4 separate regions of the Mus musculus genome follow, and all the other regions are linked to region 1. The links are chromatin contacts, called in public HiChIP or PLAC-seq maps. All regions are on one chromosome and are shown on one strand. Each heading gives the region's core, a stretch centred on a gene start, on an enhancer-like site or on the middle of the called end of the contact. The rest is flanking DNA. Distances are from core to core; before and after follow the strand shown. Region 1 has its middle 21 kb from the start of Gm30986. Region 2 has its middle 34 kb from the start of Rnf24. Region 3 has its middle 69 kb from the start of Smox. Region 4 holds the start of Smox (spermine oxidase).

Region 1 (2,619 bases), core at 43-2,542:
CTTCTCCCCTGCCCCCATGGTCTCTCTCTCTCTCTCTCTCTCTCTCTCTCTCTCTCTCTCTCTCTCTCTCTCTCTCTCTCTTCCTCCCCCCTCCACTCGATTCTCAGATCCTGTCCTTCTCTGTCTACTGCCCAATCACAGCCTCTAGACTTTTATCAATCAATAGCTTTAAATTTGGGAGCAAAGTTTACATAACAAAGGTCAGTATATGTGAAGATACACTCTTCTGGGGGCAACCAGATCTTAGAGTTCAGAATTTAGTATTTGTATACACACCAGATCAACCCCCAGCAAGAAGGACTAGAATTGAATGGCTCAACTGATGCCTGCTGAAGAGGAAAGTTTGTCTTGCTTTACCACATATTTGATTTTAAGTAATATTTTATATTAAAGAATGCCCTGCACTACAGACAAAATGGTATTTGGATTTTACCAATTATTTACTTACTGAATGTCACTTAAATGAATTAAAATCTTTCTAAAGGAACCACATGTATCCAGACAGCAGTGTGTTAACAGGTATGATGACTGAAACACCATCCTGTCCAATGGGAACCCGGACAGTGATGTAGAGTTAAGGACCAAAGACTGTTCTTTTCATGAACAGTGTCCAGCATAATATTCTGGATTAAGAGGCTGGAGAGATGGTTCATGTTGTATAAACCTGGGGCCTGCATTCAGATCCTTAGCACCTTATAAAGGCCAGGTTCAGTAGCTAAAGAGGTAAGTGATGGGGAAAACAGAGCATCGTCCAGCCAGAGTAGCCAGTTAGTAAGGTATGTGAAAGACTTTGTCTAGCAAAATAAGGGGGACATAATCGAGTAAGAAAGAAAGTTGGAATTGACTTCTGGTCTACACACACACACATACACACACATATACACACACTTATACAGACACAGATACACACATTCTCTTTCATAAATACACAGACACACAGACTCTCTCTCCTTCCCTTCCTCCCTCCCTCCCCGACTCCCTCCCTTCTTTCCTCCCTCCCCCACTCCCTATCTCCTTTCCTCCCTCCTCCCTCCCTCCCTCCCTCCCTCTCCAATTTACTCATTCAGAAACTTTCATTCAACAAATAATTTACTGGGAATCCTTTAGATATCTGATTCTGGTATATTACATAATCAAGCACATACATTTTGGATCTCTTCACCTTGAAAAGCACTTTTATTATCAAGGCACTAACTATTACAATCTTGATTTCTTAGGCAATAACCTCTCCTTTGAGACATCCCAGACTTGAGAACAAAGGCTAGAAAATTCACTGCCCAGCTTAACTTTCCACTCATAGATGGTGAGTCAAAGATGATTCATCAGATAACCATTTCTATTGAACTGTTCTGTCTAGCTGAAAGAAATGGTTCCATTAACAAAATTCTTTCTTCTTTCTTACCACAGAAGTAAAGACTCACTGTGCATTTAGTCAAGATTTTCAATAGGATGAGGACGCATAATTCAATTAGAGGTGGAGTTTGTGGTGGGTCAGGAGTATCGGGGATGCCTGGGGAAAGGACAGTCATACACATGATTGAAGGCATGGAACACATTGACCCAGCGGGAGGATGAGAGGGTGTAGCTTGGACTCAAAAATCTCATTTTCTGGCAAAGAGAATGTTCAACTCTAAAGAGTGGTCACAGAACGAGATCACAGAACACATCCACTTTTGTAAATATCTAATGAGAACTTATCATAGATATAGCAAAAACAAGGACTCCACAGTTAGAGACACCCACTATCTGAAAACTCGACAGGCAAAAGTTAATTTTGATTCATGAGCAGTCTGGAATCCCTTTTATTCTGTGCCTCACCTTCCCTGTTGTGGCCAGCATACAAGGAGGAAGCTGTGACAAATATTTTCCTGCCTTGACATTTAATCCTATTTTGCCTGTTTCTGTCAACTTATTATCTACCTGTGGCCAGTTTGCGCCAAACAGCACAGGAATCCATTATAAACATGCCTCCTCCTCCTCCTCCTCCTCCTCCTCCTCCTCCTCCTCCCCCTCCTCGTCCTCCTCCTCCCCCTCTTGTTCCTTTCCTTCCTCCTCCCTCTTTGATCTGTCTTGAGTCCTCTCCCACTCTCTGCAGTTTAAAATGTAAGCCAAAAAAGCAACCCTGGCCAAGGCTGAGATGAGCAATGCTTGGGCTGAACTTCAAGGAAATGGAAATGTTTATTGCTACCTATGTGTGTCCAGAGACTATAAAATTCTTAATTGAATTATAAAATTCTTCCTCCTCCGGAAAGTCTTCCTGTTATCAACTGTCAACATTCAAGACAAAACAAAAATAATCTTGATCATATTCCACATTATCATTTGGTACTCCATTCATAAATACTGAAAAGGGATAACATATACATTTCAGAATTTCAGACATACTAAGTGATTTTATGGGGAAACAGGAACATTAAGAATGTCACTATTGCTGGATCCTCCGGTAGTACTATGTCCAATTTTCTGAGGAACTGCCAGACTGATTTCCAGAGTGGTTGTACAAGCTTGCAATCCCACCAACAATGGAGGAGTGTTCCCCTTTCTCCACATCCTCGCCAGCATCTGCTGTCACCTGAGTTTTTGATCTTAGCCATTCTGACTGGAGTGAAGTGGAATCTC
Region 2 (2,619 bases), core at 84-2,583, 380 kb before region 1:
TATTTGTTTTCAGGAGATGATGCTTGCAATAGGTAAGAACGGGGTTATCGCAGAGGCAGAGTGAGATGCGGGGGGAGAAACTGACACAGCATCTTGGAAGCAGATGGAGCCACTGTGGGAGAAGAACTGGGGGTGCAGCTACTTGTCAGAGCACTTGCCTAGCATGCAGGGAGGTTGGGGGGAGGGCAGAGAGAGAGAGAGGGAGAGAGAGAGGGAGAGAGAGAGAGAGGCAGGCCTTGGTTCAAGATGCTAAGTGCAATGAAAGAGTCTTGTGAGCCCCAAGAGGCAGTCGTGAGGCATCACTCACTCCACCAGGGTTGCCACATAAAAAGTGTTCCTAAAGGATACAGGGAGGAAAGAAGAAACATCGATGGGAACAGGGTCTGAGAGAATTAGAGAAAAATGAGAAATGCTTAACCTAAAAACCAGTGAAATTGTTAAAGGAGTGTACTGGTCACAGAGGATACAGTCTCACCACAGACTGGGTGACAGTCTTAATGTCTGGGTCAGGTGTCCTAGGGCAGAGGGGACAAGTTTGCTGTTTTCTATGAGTTTTGTTTAAACACAATTTCTTGGCAGTGAGGCAACTATTGCTGTCGTTCTGGTCTGTTTCTATCCCACCCCTTACTGTTTCTTTCCCCTTTATTTGAAAATGTGCAGAGGCCAAAATGGGTGGGCAGGGCTCTCTCCAATTAGGAGGGATGGTGGAGCCTCTCTTTGGCCTGAACCAAAGGCCTGGAAGAAGATGGGCTTATAAAGGATCTCATTAGGGCAGAGGAGATAGCCCAGACAGCTGGGGAAGTCTTTAATTCCAGCACTGGGAAAACAGAAGCAAGCAGATTTCTATGAGTTTGAGATCAGTCTGATCTACATAACTAACTACTTGTAGGACAGCCAGGGCTGTGTAGTAAGACCCGATCTCAAAAACAAATGACCTAAATTTTGGCCCCATTACCCATGTGAAAAGCTAGGTGTGTGTGTGCTCCTTATTCCAGCACTGGTAAGAAGTTACAGGGACCCCTGGAACTAGCTAGCCAACACTCTAGTCCAGCTGGTGAGCTCCAGGGTCCAGTGAGACAGCCTCTTTCAGAATAACCAAGGTGGCTGAGTTGTGAGGATCAGTCCTCGAGGTTGACCTTTGCCTCCATACTCATGTGGAAGCGTACACGCAGGCACCAGTGCACAGGTGTACACACACGGACTCAAAAATACTATGAAAGGATGGTCAGGAATTTCCCATGTGTCATTTGGGTATCATCGGGTTATTGGGTATATGGTCCTTTAGAAAGCTCAAAGTCTGGCTTCTGACTCATTGCAGGAACAGAAACAAGGTGAGTCACTGAGGAAGGAGCTCCAAAGAGCTGTCTATAGTGGTCTGACTAAGCGCTTTTAGGTGGGGATGCTCTTCGGGGTTCATTTGTTTAAAATATCAGTGTTTGTGTTCAGTCTTGGCCCCACCACTTGGCAGCTGTGTGACCTTGGGCTGGCTGCCGGCCCTCTCTAAGCCTTCATTTCCATCTTAGGCCAGAAGTGATGACTTCGGAGGATTTGCCTGGAAATGACCTGACGGGTCAACAGCTGCCCTGAGGAGAACAGTATGGGGATGAGGTCACCAACTTCCAAAGTCAAATCCTTCCATTTCCCTCAGGAATATCTTACTTGGCACCCTGGTGAGCTGCAGGGCAGGAGCTGCTGACATCACAGCATTTTAGTTTCTCAGGGCTGTGAAGAACAGTGGCTGTCAATCACAGACATTCACCTTCGTCCACCCTGGAGGCTCCAAGTCCAATGCCACAGTGTTGGTGGCTGCTGCTCTCTCCCGGGCTCTGAGAGGGAATCCATTCAATCCATTCCAGGTCCCTTCCTGAGTTTCTCGTGCCACCAGCAATCCTCAACACTGGTTAGCTGGCAGCTGTGTCACTCCAGCCCCTTCCTCTGCTGTCATGTAGCCTAGCATGTGCCTGGGTGACTCTCTTCCTATGGTTCCTTGTGTGTAGACACACCCGAGTTTCCCTTTGAGAAGGAAAGGGGTCATATTGGATTAGGATCCACTACAATGGCTACTCTTAGTTTGATGGGATTGAGACTGTAGGATTGCTTTTGAGAACACAATTTATGCCATGATGCTTTGCCCATGACTCCGTAATTCCACTATTAGGACTATAACAACAACAACAATGACAACAACAAAATTTTTGGTCCCTACAAAAGTATATAACAGAACTTTCTTAGTAACTTCATTTTTTACAGTCCCAAACTGAACACCAGTCAAAGGTTCATCAATAAGTCAGTTTTTAGCTGGACTTGTATTCACACACAGAGTAGCTCTCAGCAATAAAACAAAAACAAAAACAAAAACAAAAAACAGCTGCTGCCAGGTGGTGGTGGCATACGCCTTTAATCCCAGCACTTGGGAGGCAGAGACAGGTGGATTTCTGAGTTTGAGGCCAGCCTGGTCTACAAAGTGAGTTCCAGGACAGCCAGGGCTGTACAGAGAAACCCTGTCTCAGGGGAAAAAAAAAAAAAAAACAAACCCAAAACCAGCTGCTGATAGGAGCTGAAACATGAATGAGTGTGCCCTGTAATTCTATTTGTGTGATCTTTAAAGAAGATGAACTA
Region 3 (2,619 bases), core at 71-2,570, 340 kb before region 1:
GAGTCTATGCCTGGATGGCATGGTGGAAGGACAGAAGACATCAAAGTTGTCTTCTGACTTCCTCATCACATCTCTCTCTCTCTCTCTCTCTCTCTCTCTCTCACACACACACACACACACAGAGTAATAATAATACAAAAAAGGACAAAAATAATTTCAAGAAAATGGATGGAACTTGTTCTTCATATTATGTGAAAACCAGACTCAGAAAGATACATGGCATGCTTACTCTCTAACAGGAGACTCAGCAGGGGGAAGGAAGGAAGAAAGAGGTGGGACCATCAAGGGCGTGAGTGAAGGGAGGGGACATGGTAAGAAAGGGTAACAAGAGCCTATCTTCAAAGTGCCTTATGTGCGTGTGTAAAAAAAAGTCACATAAAGTCTATTGCTTTGTACAATTACTATCCATTAGTTTAAAAAAGGAGGAATCACAATCCCTTTTTGGTCGAAGTGATAAGATGGTGAGAATGTGTCCTTTGCATTTTCGCAAAACTGTAAAAAGAAAGTCTAGGTCTCTGGGGGAAAAGAAATCAGTCAATAATCAAAGCAAGGCAGTGTCAAAACACTTGTGATGTCAGCTTCCAGGAAGCTGAGGCAAGAGGTCTGTGAGTTCTAGGCTACATAGCAAGCCTGGGCTATTGGGATACACTGTTGGGATACCTTTGTGTGTTTCTGGATTCTATTAATTCTGCAGAGGCAGAGAGCTAAATACTAGCTGCAGCTTGGTGTTATTACTTCTATGGCCCCTCACCGGTCTTATATTTTGTAAGTAGTTGTTATTCCTCACTGGCCTAAGGCAATCTAGAATTGTATCTGCTTGGCTGTAATAAAAATCTGACGGCTAATAACTGGGCAGGAAGTGGAGGGTGGGTCTTCTGGGCAGAGAGAGGGACGCTGGGAGAAGAAATGAGACTCAGGAGATTCTCCAGCAAACTTGGAGGTGGACTTTTGTCAGGCGAGATTAGCATCTGAGCAGACCCTATAATCACAAACGTTCTCAATAGGTCCACTAGGAGTCAGTAGAGACTTCCTCTCCGGTTACTCTCACTTGGGTTCCCAGATGTGGGCGGGGTTGGAGGACTAAGGTGACTGAGGAGAAAGGGGGCCCTGGAATATATCAAAGGGTACCCTCATCTTTGCAAGCAAGAGTTTGTCGGCCCAAGGAACCAAAAAGAACGTGGAATGGAGAGAGTGAAGGGAGAAGCAACCGGGTGAGGCTGGAGGAGCAGGAAGGCAGCAGACAGTGGAGGACTGGAGGGGCGGGGCTCGGACCTTAAGCGCAATGCCGGCACTCTCGGGGTGTTCAGGGTCACAGTCAAATGCTGTGGTCAAAGATTTCTAATTGTAAGGTGCAGCTTGGAAGCAGAAAGTTCACATTTGGGAGCCGGAGTGAGCATAATCAGAAAGGAGGCTCTACTGCCTCCTAGTGGACATTTTGAGATCATTGGTGATTTTGCATTTTTTTTATCTTGCTATGAAATAATAGGGGGAGCCCTATTATTTCATAGCAGAGACTAGTTTTGATGACCTGTGTTCTTTTTGTTTATTTTTTCATTTACCACAATTTTAAGTTATATTGTTCATATGTTTCTTCTATATCTCCCTGCAATATGTTCTCTCTTCATATAGTTCTGTCTGAAGTGGCTTCCAAAAAAAGTTCTTGAGTTAAATGCCTGGCTCTAAAAGCACAAAACCTTTGGGAGACTGGACCTAGGTGAAGGAAACTAGGTCACCGGGGACATGACCTCATAGGGGGTTATTAAGACTCAGACTTGCTATTTCCTGGATGCCATGTAAGGAGCAGGCCTCCTTTATGACGCTCTCCTGCTGTGATACAAGGATCTGACTCACCCACCCCAACAGAGTTAAGCAACCCTGAACTGAAATTGCTGAAGTCACGCAACAAACCAACCAAAAAACCGCTTTCTTCCTTCCGCGTGATTTATTCCAGGTATTGGTTATTGAAACAGAGAACTGACTGACAAACTTGCTAAAGGCAATATTCATAGTTGTAAACCCTGACGTATAAAGAGTTATTCTTCTAAACGGTATGCGTCAGTTAGGAGAATGGTTAGCTGCAGGCAACAAAAACATCTGATGGGAAATGTAAATGAGGAAAATACCTAAAAAAAAAAAAAAAAAAAAACCAAAAAAACCAAAAAACCAAAAAAACCAAAAACCAAAAAAACATCTGATGAGATGGCATTGAAAAACGTAAGTTTTTTTTTTTTCTCTTTTTGCTACCTGAAGAAATCCAGCTGTTAAAAATTGCCAGCCTGGTGTGGTTTTACGGTGGCAGTGGCATCAGGCACCCAGGCTGTCTCTATTTCTGCTTCATTATCCTGCCATGTTGATGTTGTCCCCACATGTGTTATCTCATGGCTGTAGCATCACTAGTCCAGATCCAGGCATCATGTCCAAGGGAGAACTGGAGGAATGAACAAGGGTGGTGCCAATCTCGTCTTCTATAGAAGAAAGAAGTATCCCAGGAGCGGCTGCACACATTGCTCCTGTGCCACTGCACACATTGACCTGTGCCTCGTCCAGAATTGTGTCCGAGGTTTTGGCTTCAAAGGAAGTTGGGAAAAAGTCCTTGTTTAAAGAAAACAATAAACATGA
Region 4 (2,619 bases), core at 45-2,544, 270 kb before region 1:
GTCTATGTTGAGAAGTGTGTTCTGCTGTTGAGCCACATCTCTACTTCTTGCTTCTTTGAGGCAGGCTTTCACTGTGTGGCTCAGCCTGGCCTTGAAGTTGGTATGTAGCCAAGGCTAGCCTTGAACTCTGTACCCCCCCCCCCCCCACATGGCCTTCTGAGGCTGGGATCACGAGCATGTGATCCACATCCAGGATCTCTCCGGGCTGAACCTACAGCGACCTGTGCTCAGCATTGCCTGGTTCCAGGTTGAAATCAGGGGAGGGCCCCCTCCAGAGACACAGTTCGGAGTAGAGGCTCTGCGGCCACCAGGGGCTTGTATTCCCTCGGACCAAGTGTTGACCTGGTGTAGTACCAGCAAAACATACGAAAAAACAGATTAGGAGGTGCAGAGATGAATAAAAAATAATTTTCTTACTTTTGTGTGTGTGTGTGGAGGGGGAGAGTTGGGGGTGGTTCAAGACAGGATTTCTCTGTTTGACTCTGGCTGTCCTACACTTACTCTGTGGTTCAGACTGGCTTTGAACTCAGAGATCCACCTGCTTCTAGAGGGATTCCGCAGTGGTCCTAAACCTGTGGGTTACTATCCCTTAGGGTTCCAACGACCTTTCATAGGGGTCGCATGTCAGATATTTATTTATGTTTCAATTCATAACAGTAGCAACATTACAGTTACGAAGTAGCAATGAAATAATTTTATGGTTGGGGGGTCACTACAACACGAGGAACTGTGTGTCAGCATTAGGAAGCTGGAGAACCACCAGATTAAAGGCATGTGCCACTATTGCCCGCTAAAAAATAATTGATACCAATTAATTTTTTTTTGAAAAAAGGAAAAAGTGCCACCTAGTATTAACGTTGGCTTTTATTAAAAGTTTGAGGGTTTTACTAGGGAAATACACTTTTTAAAAAGGGCCACTTCAGGACATGGGCTGGGTACTGAGAGGATGTGAGCATTCTTTTCCTTTCACCTGAGGTTCCTGGTTCCCGCCGGCACCCACCTGAGACCTGCAGGACGAGAGACAGTCCAGGACAAGAGGGGCCCTTTCTTCTTTTCAAAAGGGCGGCAGAGTCTGGGTAAACTGAGGTGGGCGCAGCGCTCTGACAGTGCCGGAAGACCTCGTCTGCTTTGCAGGGCGGGGCGTCGCGGGGCTGGCTCTGTTTCTGGGCGGATAGGTGGGTGAGGCGTCCCTTTTGCGAGATAGGGGAGTGCAGGTGGCTGTGCCGCGGGCAACTCCAGGCTGGGTGGCCTCGGGCTCCCCGCCCCCGGTGGGCGGGCCCGGGGCGGAGCACCCAGGCGGGGTGGGCCGGGGACGCGAGGCGGAGCGGGGCCCCCGCACAGGCCCCGGCGGCTGGCTCGGCCCTACGGTCCCGGCGGCGGCTGCAGGAGGAAGCCCAGTGGCTGCGGAGGAGGGGAGGCGGAGAGGCCGAGGCCGCTCGCGAAGACGCTCCCGGGCTCCGCAAGGAAAGGTACCGTGCGGCCTCCCCGACCCGGGCTCGGACAGCCACCGAGCCTCGTAGGCAAGGGGCTCCCGATGGAGGCCGGCGGCGGGCGGTGGGCAGAAGAGGCTGCCCGGGCTGGCCGCGACCCCGGGGTCCGGGCCGCATCCTCCGGACGCCCAGCGCGGCGGCGCAGACAAAGCCGGCGAGGCACTCGGTCGGCCCGGAGGGTGTGCGCTGTGGAGGGGAGGGAACACAGCTTGCGGCGGCGGCGGCGGCGGCGGCGGCCCGGCGTCTGCCGGTCTCCTTGGGACAGCTGGAGGAGTGGGGAGCCGCTCTCCCGCGGGTTGCCCCGGGGCTCACAGGCTGCCCGGCTTGGCCGGAGCCAGGCTGACGAAGGGAAGGGAGCAAGTCGCTTCGCCGGGAAGGGGTGCCGAGGCCGGCCGCCGGCTTGGAGGTGGCGCGGCTGTGGAGCAGGTGAGCGGTGCGCGGACCTTTTGGGTCTTGCACCTGAGCAAACCGCGCCGTGGCTGGCCCTTTCGTGAGCCGTGCCCACAGGTTGTTGGAGGAGCCAACTGATAGTGGCACAGCACCGTCCCGCCTGGGGTCCACTTGGCCGAGCTTGTGGGGGAAACAGCAGGTGCTGAGTGGAGGTCACCCAGGCTGGGGGTAAAGAGAAGGTCAAGAAAGTGTTTGAATGGCCCTCATTTATTTGTGTTCTGCTACCTCTGTCCCTTTCCTCTTACAGAGGAAGGAGCATTACAGGGCTTGAAGGGCCGCGCTTCCTCCTGGGCCCTGTGACCATCCCTTTAGATGTCCCTGGCATTTCTTACCCAGCAGGTTTTGAGAACAGTCTTTGTCCGCCCTCGTCATTTCACAGTCTCCCTGTTTGGCTTTGAACCTCATCCCCCGTCAGCCAGGCACCCAATTCCCATCACAAGGATCTCCTCGGAAGTTCTGACTTTAAGCAGTGCCCCTAAGAAGCAGGCACCCTTTCCTTCTGCAGTCCATCCAGGGCCGCTCTAGCAGGTTTTGCTTGCCTTGCAGTGTCTTTAGAAAGCTCTGTCCTAGAGTTGTATCTTTCCCTGGGTGCCCCAGTTCCTCCCTTCTACCAGCCTGCCCTAGCCTGTCCCCTTCCCCTTAGTTTTGCTGTTAAATGCTTGAGGGCCCCAGGGCTCTG

The links. HiChIP or PLAC-seq counts read pairs in DNA pulled down with a chosen protein or histone mark.
Region 2: a contact with region 1 is called in an HNF4G HiChIP or PLAC-seq map of pancreatic cancer cells. The contact joins two enhancer-like sites. A contact is called at or near these places in 1 of 15 datasets of contacts at CTCF or cohesin (the NIH/3T3 cell line) and 1 of 115 datasets of contacts at active chromatin or transcription factors (pancreatic cancer cells).
Region 3: a CTCF HiChIP or PLAC-seq map of the NIH/3T3 cell line shows a contact between it and region 1, with 7 read pairs. The contact joins two enhancer-like sites. A contact is called at or near these places in 1 of 39 promoter capture datasets (hippocampal neurons), 2 of 15 datasets of contacts at CTCF or cohesin (both in the NIH/3T3 cell line), 8 of 484 Hi-C or Micro-C datasets (the AML12 cell line, the C2C12 cell line, the P5424 cell line and 4 more), 2 of 115 datasets of contacts at active chromatin or transcription factors (the NIH/3T3 cell line and pancreatic cancer cells) and 1 of 9 other capture datasets (embryonic stem cells).
Region 4: a CTCF HiChIP or PLAC-seq map of the NIH/3T3 cell line shows a contact between it and region 1, with 7 read pairs. The contact joins the promoter of Smox here to the enhancer-like site in region 1. A contact is called at or near these places in 3 of 39 promoter capture datasets (the 3T3-L1 cell line, the C10 cell line and hippocampal neurons), 1 of 15 datasets of contacts at CTCF or cohesin (the NIH/3T3 cell line), 1 of 115 datasets of contacts at active chromatin or transcription factors (embryonic stem cells) and 1 of 9 other capture datasets (embryonic stem cells).

Annotation. Positions count from the first base shown.
Region 1 is chr2:131,760,384-131,763,002 of GRCm38.p6, forward strand. No RefSeq gene overlaps it. Among named protein-coding and RNA genes, the nearest start is that of Gm30986, 21 kb to the left of the region's middle. Within about 2 kb of position 1,293, at least 49 of the 459 cell types and tissues checked have an H3K27ac peak or open chromatin away from gene starts, as enhancers often do. A contact at or near this core is called in the C2C12 cell line, the NIH/3T3 cell line, adipose-derived mesenchymal stem cells and 2 more, where this site is marked.
Region 2 is chr2:131,385,243-131,387,861 of GRCm38.p6, forward strand. No RefSeq gene overlaps it. Among named protein-coding and RNA genes, the nearest start is that of Rnf24, 34 kb to the left of the region's middle. Within about 2 kb of position 1,334, at least 41 of the 459 cell types and tissues checked have an H3K27ac peak or open chromatin away from gene starts, as enhancers often do. A contact at or near this core is called in pancreatic cancer cells, where this site is marked.
Region 3 is chr2:131,421,956-131,424,574 of GRCm38.p6, forward strand. No RefSeq gene overlaps it. Among named protein-coding and RNA genes, the nearest start is that of Smox, 69 kb to the right of the region's middle. Within about 2 kb of position 1,321, at least 188 of the 459 cell types and tissues checked have an H3K27ac peak or open chromatin away from gene starts, as enhancers often do. A contact at or near this core is called in the C2C12 cell line, the NIH/3T3 cell line, adipose-derived mesenchymal stem cells and 2 more, where this site is marked.
Region 4 is chr2:131,490,568-131,493,186 of GRCm38.p6, forward strand. It overlaps Smox (spermine oxidase), which reads left to right and starts at 1,295. Exons shown (of 7, transcript NM_145533.2): 1 at 1,295-1,469. Gm30679 reads right to left here and starts at 1,709. Exons shown (of 2, transcript XM_030252306.1): 1 at 1,001-1,709. The coding sequence starts at 1,607.